Regions from separate parts of the Ovis aries genome. Here all the other regions are linked to region 3. Evidence: chromatin contacts called from public Hi-C data. All regions are on one chromosome and are shown on one strand. The core of a region is the stretch at or near the end of the contact, and the rest is flanking DNA. Distances in the headings are between cores, read along the strand shown. Region 1 has its middle 24 kb from the start of PAQR3. Region 2 has its middle 27 kb from the start of PRDM8. Region 3 has its middle 140 kb from the start of GK2.

Region 1 (3,029 bases), core at 239-2,738, 570 kb before region 3:
TAGAAACTATTTTGTTGGTATATATATTCATTGAATTATAAGATCATGTATAAGAGAAAGACTATAAATTGAATATTTAATTTTATATATGTTCAAATGGGCTATCCAGGTGGTGCAGTAGTAAAGAATCTGCCTGCTAATGCAGGAGATGTGGGTTCCATCCCTGGGTGAAGAAGATCCCCTGGAGTAAGAAATAGCAACCCACTCCAGTATTTTCCAGTAACCCACTGGAAAATTCCATAGACAGTGAAGCCTCGTGGGCTACAGTTCATGGGGTCGCACAGAGTTGGATGTGACTGAGCGTGCATGCATGCATATGTTCAAATATGGAAAAATAGATTAGTCTTTCTCCTATTGATTTTTTTTCTGTCTTAAAGGCAAAGTTGATTAGCTTAACTGTGGCCTGAATGAAAATGGCAGTGATCATCTTATCAATCTTTCTTCCTAGCTTTCTTTAAATGGACTTATGTACTTGGCATAGGATGACTGCTATTTGAAATGAACATCCTTCTGAGGCTTGTAAGGTGATTTGGGTTATAATGTTGGCTTAGTGACTTTAAAAAAAAAAAGAACTTTCAGATATAACTTCCCCTAACATCACTTCTTGGCAAATAGTGGGGAAACAATGGAAACAGTGACAGACTTTATTTTTTTGGGCTCCAAAATCACTGCAGATGGTGACTGCAGCCCTGAAATTAAAAGACACTTGCTTCTTGGAAGAAAAGCTATGACTAACCTTGATAGCACTTTAAAAAGCAGAGACATTACTGACAAAGGTCCATCTAGTCAAAGCTATAGTTTTTCCAGTAGTCATGTATGGATGTGAGAGTTGGACCATAAAGAAAGCTGAGTGCCGAAGAACTGATGCTTTTGAAGTGTGGTGTTGGAGAAGACTCTTGAGAGTCCCTTGGACAGCAAGGAGATCAAACTAGTCAATCCTAAAGGAAATCAGTCCTGAATATTCATTGAGGGGACTGATGCTGGAGCTGAAGCTCCAATGCTTTGGCCACCTGATGTGAAGAACTGACTCATTGGAAAAGGCTCTGATGCTGAGAAAGACTGAAGGCAGGAGGAGAATGGGACAACAGAAAATGAGATGGTTGGATGGCATCACCGACTCAATGGGCATGAGTTTACGCAAGCTCTGGGAGCTGGGATGGACAGGGAAGCCCAGTGTACTGCAGTCTATGGGGTTGCAAAGAGTCGGATACAACTGAGCGACTGAACTGAACTGAACTGAATAATTTTAAATTGATTCTTTGGAAAGAAAACTTTGTGCACGTTTTAACTTGCTGTTAGTTCATGCGGGCCTACATAATGATTTTTGTTTTTCAAGTAACACAGTGAGACTAATCCATACTTGCTTGCTGTGACTTCATTTCGATTTAACTGGGAGACCCACCTTTCTTCTTCTGTTCTGAGTAGGCAGCTGTGGATAGTTTCACAGGAAGCAAATCCCCAATAGGGAACTTTTTAGAGTTGTTGCCTTTGCGCTGTGTGCTCTCTGTGTTTTGATACACTGAGCAAGGAATGTTGATGAGACATGAGGCAGAACAGCTTGTTCCTCCACAGCTATTTTGACTTTGCAATGCTGGCAGTGGTAAAAAGAAAAAAAAAAAGTTGAGTGTGTTAACTAAGCAAACACATGGGGCTTGGAAGAAGGCTAGGGAACAGCTAGGCTATTCTTGGTATCGAGAACCCTATTGCTTAGGAACTTTGAATTCCAGTTCATGAATGCATCGTACGTGGAGTTCTGCATTTCTCTAGATGCCCTTTATCTCTGGGGGTGTTAATAAGAACAAATGGTCTGGTTAATGAAGCAAAATTCAAGTTGTGTTCAATAGTCAAATTTCAGTACCAAGAAGATGATGAAGCGATACCTCAAAGGATTCAGAATGTGAATATGGAAACCAAATTTGTTAAATACCCATGCTACTGTTGTTATTAATAAATACAGATTATCCTGAAGAAATAGGAAATATCAAAGATAGGGATTGGTTTGATTAGGGGCACTGCTAGGGATTTTAGAAGGGCAATGTGGATTATAAGTTTGGTTTTGTGAGTTATTGTCTCTGTTTATCATAGAAGCTACAGTGTGCTGGCTTTGAGCCAGGGCTTTAAGAGGCATGGCAAGCTTCCTTCTGCCTCTCTTAAGCACCTGCAATCTGCCATGAGAAGAACAGGTCATAGGTAGCAACAGCCCTTTGGCTTGGTCCATGAATCAGAGTGGCTCAGACAGTAAAGCGTCTGTCTACAATGCAGGAGATCTGGGTTCAATCCCTGTGTTGGGAAGATCCCCTGAAGAAGGAAATGGCAATCCACTCCAGTACTATTGCCTGGAAAATCCCATGAATGGAGGGGCCTGGTAGGCTACAGTCCATGGGGTTGCAAAGAGTCGGACACGACTGAGCGACTTCACTAAGAATCAGAGATGCAAGGAACCAGCCTGAATGTTGGCCAAGCTGAGCTTCCAGTTCCCAGTTTCAGTTCAGTCGTTCAGTCATGTCCGACTCTTTGTGACCCCATGAATCGCAGCACACCAGGCCTCCTTGTCCATCACTAACTCCCGGAGTTCACTCAAACTCATGTCCATCGAGTCGGTGATGCCATCCAGCCATCTCATCTTCTGTTGTCCCCTTTTCCTCCTGCCCCCAATCTCTCCCAGCATCAGGGTCTTTTCCAATGAGTCAATTCTTCACATGAGGTGGCCAAAGTATTGGAGTTTCAGCTTCAGCATCAGTCCTTCCAATGAACACCCCGGATTGATCTCCTTTAGAATGTTCTTTTTTTTTTTTTAATTTTAAAATCTTTAATTCTTACATGCATTCCCAAACATGAACCCCCCTCCCACCTCCCTCCCCATAACATCTTTCTGGGTCATCCCCATGCACCAGCCCCAAGCATGCTGCATCCTGCGTCAGACATAGACTGGCGATTCAATTCACATGATAGTATACATGTTAGAATGTCATTCTCCCAAATCATTGGATCTCCTTGCAGTCCAAGGGACTCTCAAGAGTCTTCTCCAA
Region 2 (3,102 bases), core at 223-2,722, 620 kb after region 3:
TTTACTTGAGCTTGTGAATAATTCTACCTGGGAGCTTATCATATAGATGTGTCTTGAAAAGCAAATAAAATCATTCTCTGTAGAAGCTTTTCATACTATCACACGTGATAGACTTCCCAGTTGGTGAAAGAAGCGTACTTTTAGCCTCAAATTATCTTCCTCAGATGGTCAGGAACTTCTATAAGAAATCCTCAGGTACCTTCCTCTATAAGAAGTCTTTTGTGGCCTTGACTTTCTTTAATGATCTTTGCTCATTTTTGAGCAGAGGTGGGAGTAACAGCTAGTTTGATTTTGTGGATGTGTATTTAACTACTCAATGCTTCTTCCTTATGTCCTAAACTTACAGAAGGGTCACTGAAAAAATATTCAAGAAGTAAAATCAAGCAAGCTTACAGATCCATCCAGGGTATGTAGTTTTAATTGTCTTAGTCAGAATAATCTTAAATGGCAAGTATAATATGTTCCCAGTACTTACAAGTTACGTGTAAACAAAACACCAAGAGTGAAAACGGCTGTAAGAGGAGGGCTAGTTATCATTTCCCTTGCTGTAGAAAAGATGAGCAAAATGCAGAACAGTAGTCCATTTCTCTTCCTGAGTACCATGTAACAAATGGCATCTTGCTTAGAAAGATGTCTTAGTGCTTAATGAAGACAACTCTGGGTCTGCAGATCATGGAGATCCACGAATGATACTAATCCATGAGTCAATATCTTGGAGGGAAACTCTGACTCCAGCTCATGTTTTGGACTGATGCTGAAGCTGAAGCTCCAATACTTTGGCCACCTAATAAAAACAGCCGACTCATTGGATATGAGACCCTGATGCCGAGAAAGATTGAAGACAAGAGGAGAAGGGGATGACAGAGAATGAGATGGTTGGTTGGCATCACCAACTCAGTGGACATGAGTCTGAGCAAACTCTGGGAACTGGTGAAAGACAGAGAAGCCTGAAGTGCTGCAGTCCATGGGGTCGCAGAGGGTCGGACGTGACTTAGCAATTGAACAACTGACTCCAGCTTATGTTTTTCAGTGTTTTTAAATGTATTTTAAGCTAGCATGCATTATTTAATTGTGCATTTCCCCTCTGTTAAAATGGAGACTTGAAGGATGGATGCCTATGCTATCTTCTTTCTCAAATTCTCCAAGGAATAAATTTTTCAAGGAAATATTAAGAGCCTTTGTAAACCAAGAATAGGAATGAGATTTGGAAGGGAAAAAAACCACAAGAGAAGAGAGACTAACTCTATCAGATCTTTGGCCCTTCACTTCTTTTCAGATGTTTAGCCATTGATTCCAAATTTCTTTTGTCCCCATCATTTTTTTGTTTTTGCTTTTTTTTTTTTTTTTCTGAAGAAAGGCAGGGATGTGGGTTTTAGGGGAGAAATCCGGAAAACAGTCCCACGCTTGAGCAACATCCCAGAGTACATCAGCTGTGGGGGTTGGAATCTGGAAAAATGTAGTGTGATTATACTTTTCTTCAGGGATTCATCTCGATTGGGTGTGCCTGTGTTACACCATTGCTTGTAGAACTCAAAGTAGCTTTTTCTGTGTTTAGTAATTTTTTGGTGACGTGTGAAACTTAAAAAAAAAAAGAAGCATTTGATGACTTTTTCCCTCCAAAACAATTGAATTAAGATCTGTTTTTCCCTCTGGCCAGATTTTACTGGGTCTTTGTAAAAGGAAAACATAGCCAAACAGCGACACCCAGCCCTCAAAACGATGCAGATCACAGTTAGAAAAATCCAAGTATCCATAGGCTCCTCTAGGTTCAGAGGTTCCAGTGTAGGAGCCAAGTGAAGGTGGAGAAAAGAAAAGGAAAGGAATATCCCTGCAGGGTCTCTCCTAGAAAGAGGAGTCACTTAGACTTGTACATTAAAATATTTTGGAGAAAGTGTAAGTTAAACTGTTTACTTTAGCAGGGCTGGATAGGAGTCAATAGCGAATGCCATGAAGTTTATCTTTATGGACATATAATCTGCTCTCTGAATTCCATCTCAGAATGCTTCATCCTCAGTTGCTTCTGCCATTTGACTTTGTCAGATCTCCCTTAGTCCTTTCCCCTCCAGCAAAGAGATGGTACAGAAAATTCCCACCAGTATGAATCAGTATGAAGACAAAAAAGTTTGAATTTATTTGAAAGCATTTCTTTTACCCCATTTGCATTTTGGGTCTTAATTTCTAATTTTGGAACAACCTAAGGAAAGATGAGGCATTGGTATGTAGAGGTACTCCCCTTCTGGGGGTGATAATGCCTGAAACTGCTTTCAGATTAGAGATCTTTGATTTTGAGACTGCACTTGAAAGTGTTTATTAAGCCTCCAAACATGCCTAAACTTAAAAACCAGGGAGATATTTAGAAAACCTACCTTTCAAACATCTAACTCCATGCATAGTAAAGGGAACGGTAAAAAACTAACTCTGTGCATAGTAAAGGGAATGACATGGTATAAGACAAGTTTCATCAAGTTACATGATTGCCAGAAGCTCACATCTGAATTTCTTAAATCTTTCCAATAGTCAAAATACATCTTCTTTGGTATTAAGCCAATTTTATAACAGCTCAAAAACAGGGACTTGGGACTGCAGATAGCACAACTCTCTCTTTTTTAGGGGATGGTGGCTTTTCTTTGAACACACTGCAGAAGAAAAAATTTAAATTTTAATAAGTACAGTTTCAGAGTCTTTGTCATATCAACTGTTTATGACAGCCTACTCAGGGACCGATACTTTGGCCACCTGATGTGAAGAACAAACTCATTGGAAAAGACCCTGATTCTGAGAAAGATTGAAGGCGGAAGGAAAAGGGGATGACAGAGGATGAGATGGTTGGATGGCATCACTGACCTGATGGACGTGATGAGTTTGAGTAGGCGCCCAGAGTTGGTGATGGACAGGGATGCCTGGTATGCTGCATTCCACAGGGTCACAAAGCGTTGGACACGACTGAGAAACTGAACTGAACTGAACTGAACTGAACTCAGGGACCCAGGAGCATGGGCAACTGGAAAAATCATGTAAGGAAACTGAGAAAAAGGGGACCTCAGGTAACAACTTCTGTAATAACTTCAGACATTACAGAGACCCTAGCAGGAGTGATCTCAT
Region 3 (2,938 bases), core at 181-2,680:
AAACTGAAAATAGCATATGCATTTGCAAAATTCCCGAATAATATGAGACTATGTATCAATGCAAAATAAGAAGCTTATAACAATAGCTTTTCAAGAACAGCAAAGAAAGCTGAAGGTAAATGGAGGAGTCCTTTAAGAGCAAGATCCTGAAGTATGAGTGAAAATCAAGTGGTTGAAGAGGAGTTAGAATGAAGGAAATGTGAGAGGACCAGCATGAGCCAAGGCCCAGAGCAAGGACTTGGCATGCCTTACTGAGTAAACAAACATCCATCAGAACACAGGAGTGTGCAGTAGGGGACGGTGGTCATATAGAATGAGTGACTTTGAATGCCAAACAAAGAGCTTGGGCTTTGTTTAGAATTATATCTTGAGATTGGCCTCATCTCAGTCTGTAAAGTCATTATATTTTATCTCATGTTTTGTAAGCAGAGGCATACTCATCTAGCTATGAATCCTTGCTTTGCAAGGATAAATTTCTTATCTCATATTATAGGAATTGCAAAACAAGGACAGAATTTAGAGTTAAGAAGACCTGGATTTGAATTCTGGGACTGCCACTTACTAATGCTGAACCTTCATTTCTCCCTGAGGATAGTGTTACATGGCTACAGAGGCAGGGGAGGTACAGTAATTATGATTAGTCGTGTTTCTTCCTTCCCACTCCAGTTTTGTAATCAACTGATGGAGCAACACAGGCTTTAGAGATGAGGATCAAAATACGGGCTTCAGTGGCAGCCCATCTGAATAATCAAGCAAGGTTTAGATCTCTGGCACAATAGAAAGAAAGAAAGTGAAGTTGCTCAGTCATGTCTGACTCTTTGCGACCCTGTGGACTGTAGCCTGCCAGGCTCCTCTATCCATGGGATTTTCCAAGCAAGAATACTGGAGTGGTGGCCATTTCCTCCTCCAGGGGATCTTCCCAACCCTGGGATCGAACCCAGGTCTCCCACATTTCAGGCGAACTTCTTACTGTCTGAGCCACCAGGGAAGTCCTGACATAGTAGAGTTTCTACTAATCCTGAACAGAAGGGATGACAATATCCATTGATTATCAGAGATCTGACTGTTTTCATCAGTATGTGAGACAGATATCTTTGGAAACGACCGGAAATATTTAAGTGATGGGATAAAGCATTTCCCAGGTTTGACTTTGGCAAGAGTAATTGGAATAGAGGGCATGAAACAGCATATTACTATCAAAATGCCCCCATTTTTAAACTCCATGCTAGAGTGGCCAGTGGAAATATAAGACACCCCAAACAGCAAGTGAAATTATCACAGAGATTGATAGCCTGGGAGGGTCACAAAGGAGAGAGAAACAATCAGTTGTACTTGGAAGCAAGAATGAGCAGGAAAGGTTTAAAAGCCTGGGTGGTTCAACAAAGCAGGAGAAACGGTCTCTATTCTGTCTGTCTAAGAGCATGCAAGTGAATTCTTGGATCTGGCTGCTGAGAAAATATATGAGTCATAACCTAGGATCAGCTGGATATAAGAGGTTTCCACCAGCAGTCCATGAAAACCAATGCTTTTAAGCATCTATTGGGCCATGACAACAATCAGCAAGATGTTTAAACAGTTGATTCCATTGTCAGCACAGCCAGTTTTTAACTATATCACAAAAACTGGCCTGGGGATGCAGCCCGAGATTACTCCAACCCTGCCAGAAATTCCCTTTCTGTTACAAATTTCTGCCCCAGTGGGGTTTTCATAGTTTTGGCATTTTTGTTATGGATCAGTGAATCAGCTAGCCTACAGGCCAAGGAGAGAGAGAGAAAAAAATAAACCTCCTAAATAAAAGTCAACCCAGTTAGGATGTCTTCATCTATTTTTCAGTGGGAGAAAAATACAGCTGGGCTCAGGGACTTCTATCAAAAGCAAACATCACTAGTTGGACAGGTTTTTTGTTTTCCTGACTCTTAGGTTTTGGAGGGCATAATAAAGACACAGCCTCAGCAGCATCACTTAGAAGATTTAGTTAGTTTGCAAAGCTTGGGTAGTGACACTTCTGCAAAATGCACAAGCACATGAGCAAACAGAGATGTGTGAATTCAGGAAAGCAGCCAAATGCACATCAGAGCTGAGGAATGTCACAGTGAAATGAAGGAAACTTGTAAACACCTATCAGTATTTTTAGGTAGAGAAATGTTCTAACATATTGCCAGTGGGTGCTGCCTATGCGTTCCTTTCCCCAAGCTTTAAAATCAACTGATATTAAAGGTGATTTGAAAACAATGAAAAATGGCAGCTTTATTAATCTGGATGGTGTGTGTTAGAGAGTGTGTGTGTATGTATGCATGCGGGTGCACGACGTGTGACTGGCTGCATGGACAAGCTGCATTTGTAATGCGTGTCTTGTATAGACGAGGGCGCCCTCTACTGATTAGAAATGATATTAAAGGTAAACTAGCGAGTTTACCGAGTGTATCGCTTGTGTATCTTCCAAAAGGCCAGACATTTTGTTTACTTCTTTTTTAGACCATGAAAAATTTTTTTAAAGGAACCATAGATGCCAGTCATACAATTTAACTTTCTGTAAAAAGCCTTCAGCTGTTAATATTTAAAAGCACATCTATATTTACTCTTCAACCTTTTAATATAAAGGTGCTTTTGCCATAACACAATTAGACCACAAATGTCTGCATGACTCTAATGAAAATGTGTGACAGAGATCAAAAAAGCATTTGTCTGTTACAGTACTTTGGTTCACCAGACATTATTTTTCCCTGTTGGCTGTATTATTTGACACATTTTTCCCAAACAGGAAAGACAGTTTTCAGAGTGACAATTGGAACTAATTCTTATGAGCATATTTAAATGGACTATATTTTAATATACATAATTAAATCATATTACTCTGGCCAGCCTAGTTATACATTAAGATCCATATATAGTCAAATATAATATGGTTATATATTAATAGCTCTTTTTGTGTTTAGAT

Evidence for each region. Hi-C and Micro-C count contacts between places; a contact is called where the count stands out from the background.
Region 1: a Hi-C map of tail adipose tissue shows a contact between it and region 3, with 7 times the contacts expected there. The contact joins two enhancer-like sites. A contact is called at or near these places in 7 of 16 Hi-C or Micro-C datasets (liver, mesenteric adipose tissue, muscle and 3 more).
Region 2: a Hi-C map of tail adipose tissue shows a contact between it and region 3, with 7 times the contacts expected there. The contact joins two enhancer-like sites. A contact is called at or near these places in 3 of 16 Hi-C or Micro-C datasets (omental adipose tissue and tail adipose tissue).

What each region holds. Positions count from the first base shown.
Region 1 is chr6:94,418,298-94,421,326 of ARS-UI_Ramb_v3.0, forward strand. No RefSeq gene overlaps it. Among named protein-coding and RNA genes, the nearest start is that of PAQR3, 24 kb to the left of the region's middle. Within about 2 kb of position 1,489, at least 8 of the 54 cell types and tissues checked have an H3K27ac peak or open chromatin away from gene starts, as enhancers often do. A contact at or near this core is called in tail adipose tissue, where this site is marked.
Region 2 is chr6:95,611,084-95,614,185 of ARS-UI_Ramb_v3.0, forward strand. No RefSeq gene overlaps it. Among named protein-coding and RNA genes, the nearest start is that of PRDM8, 27 kb to the left of the region's middle. Within about 2 kb of position 1,473, at least 3 of the 54 cell types and tissues checked have an H3K27ac peak or open chromatin away from gene starts, as enhancers often do. A contact at or near this core is called in tail adipose tissue, where this site is marked.
Region 3 is chr6:94,989,686-94,992,623 of ARS-UI_Ramb_v3.0, forward strand. No RefSeq gene overlaps it. Among named protein-coding and RNA genes, the nearest start is that of GK2, 140 kb to the left of the region's middle. Within about 2 kb of position 1,431, at least 3 of the 54 cell types and tissues checked have an H3K27ac peak or open chromatin away from gene starts, as enhancers often do. A contact at or near this core is called in tail adipose tissue, where this site is marked.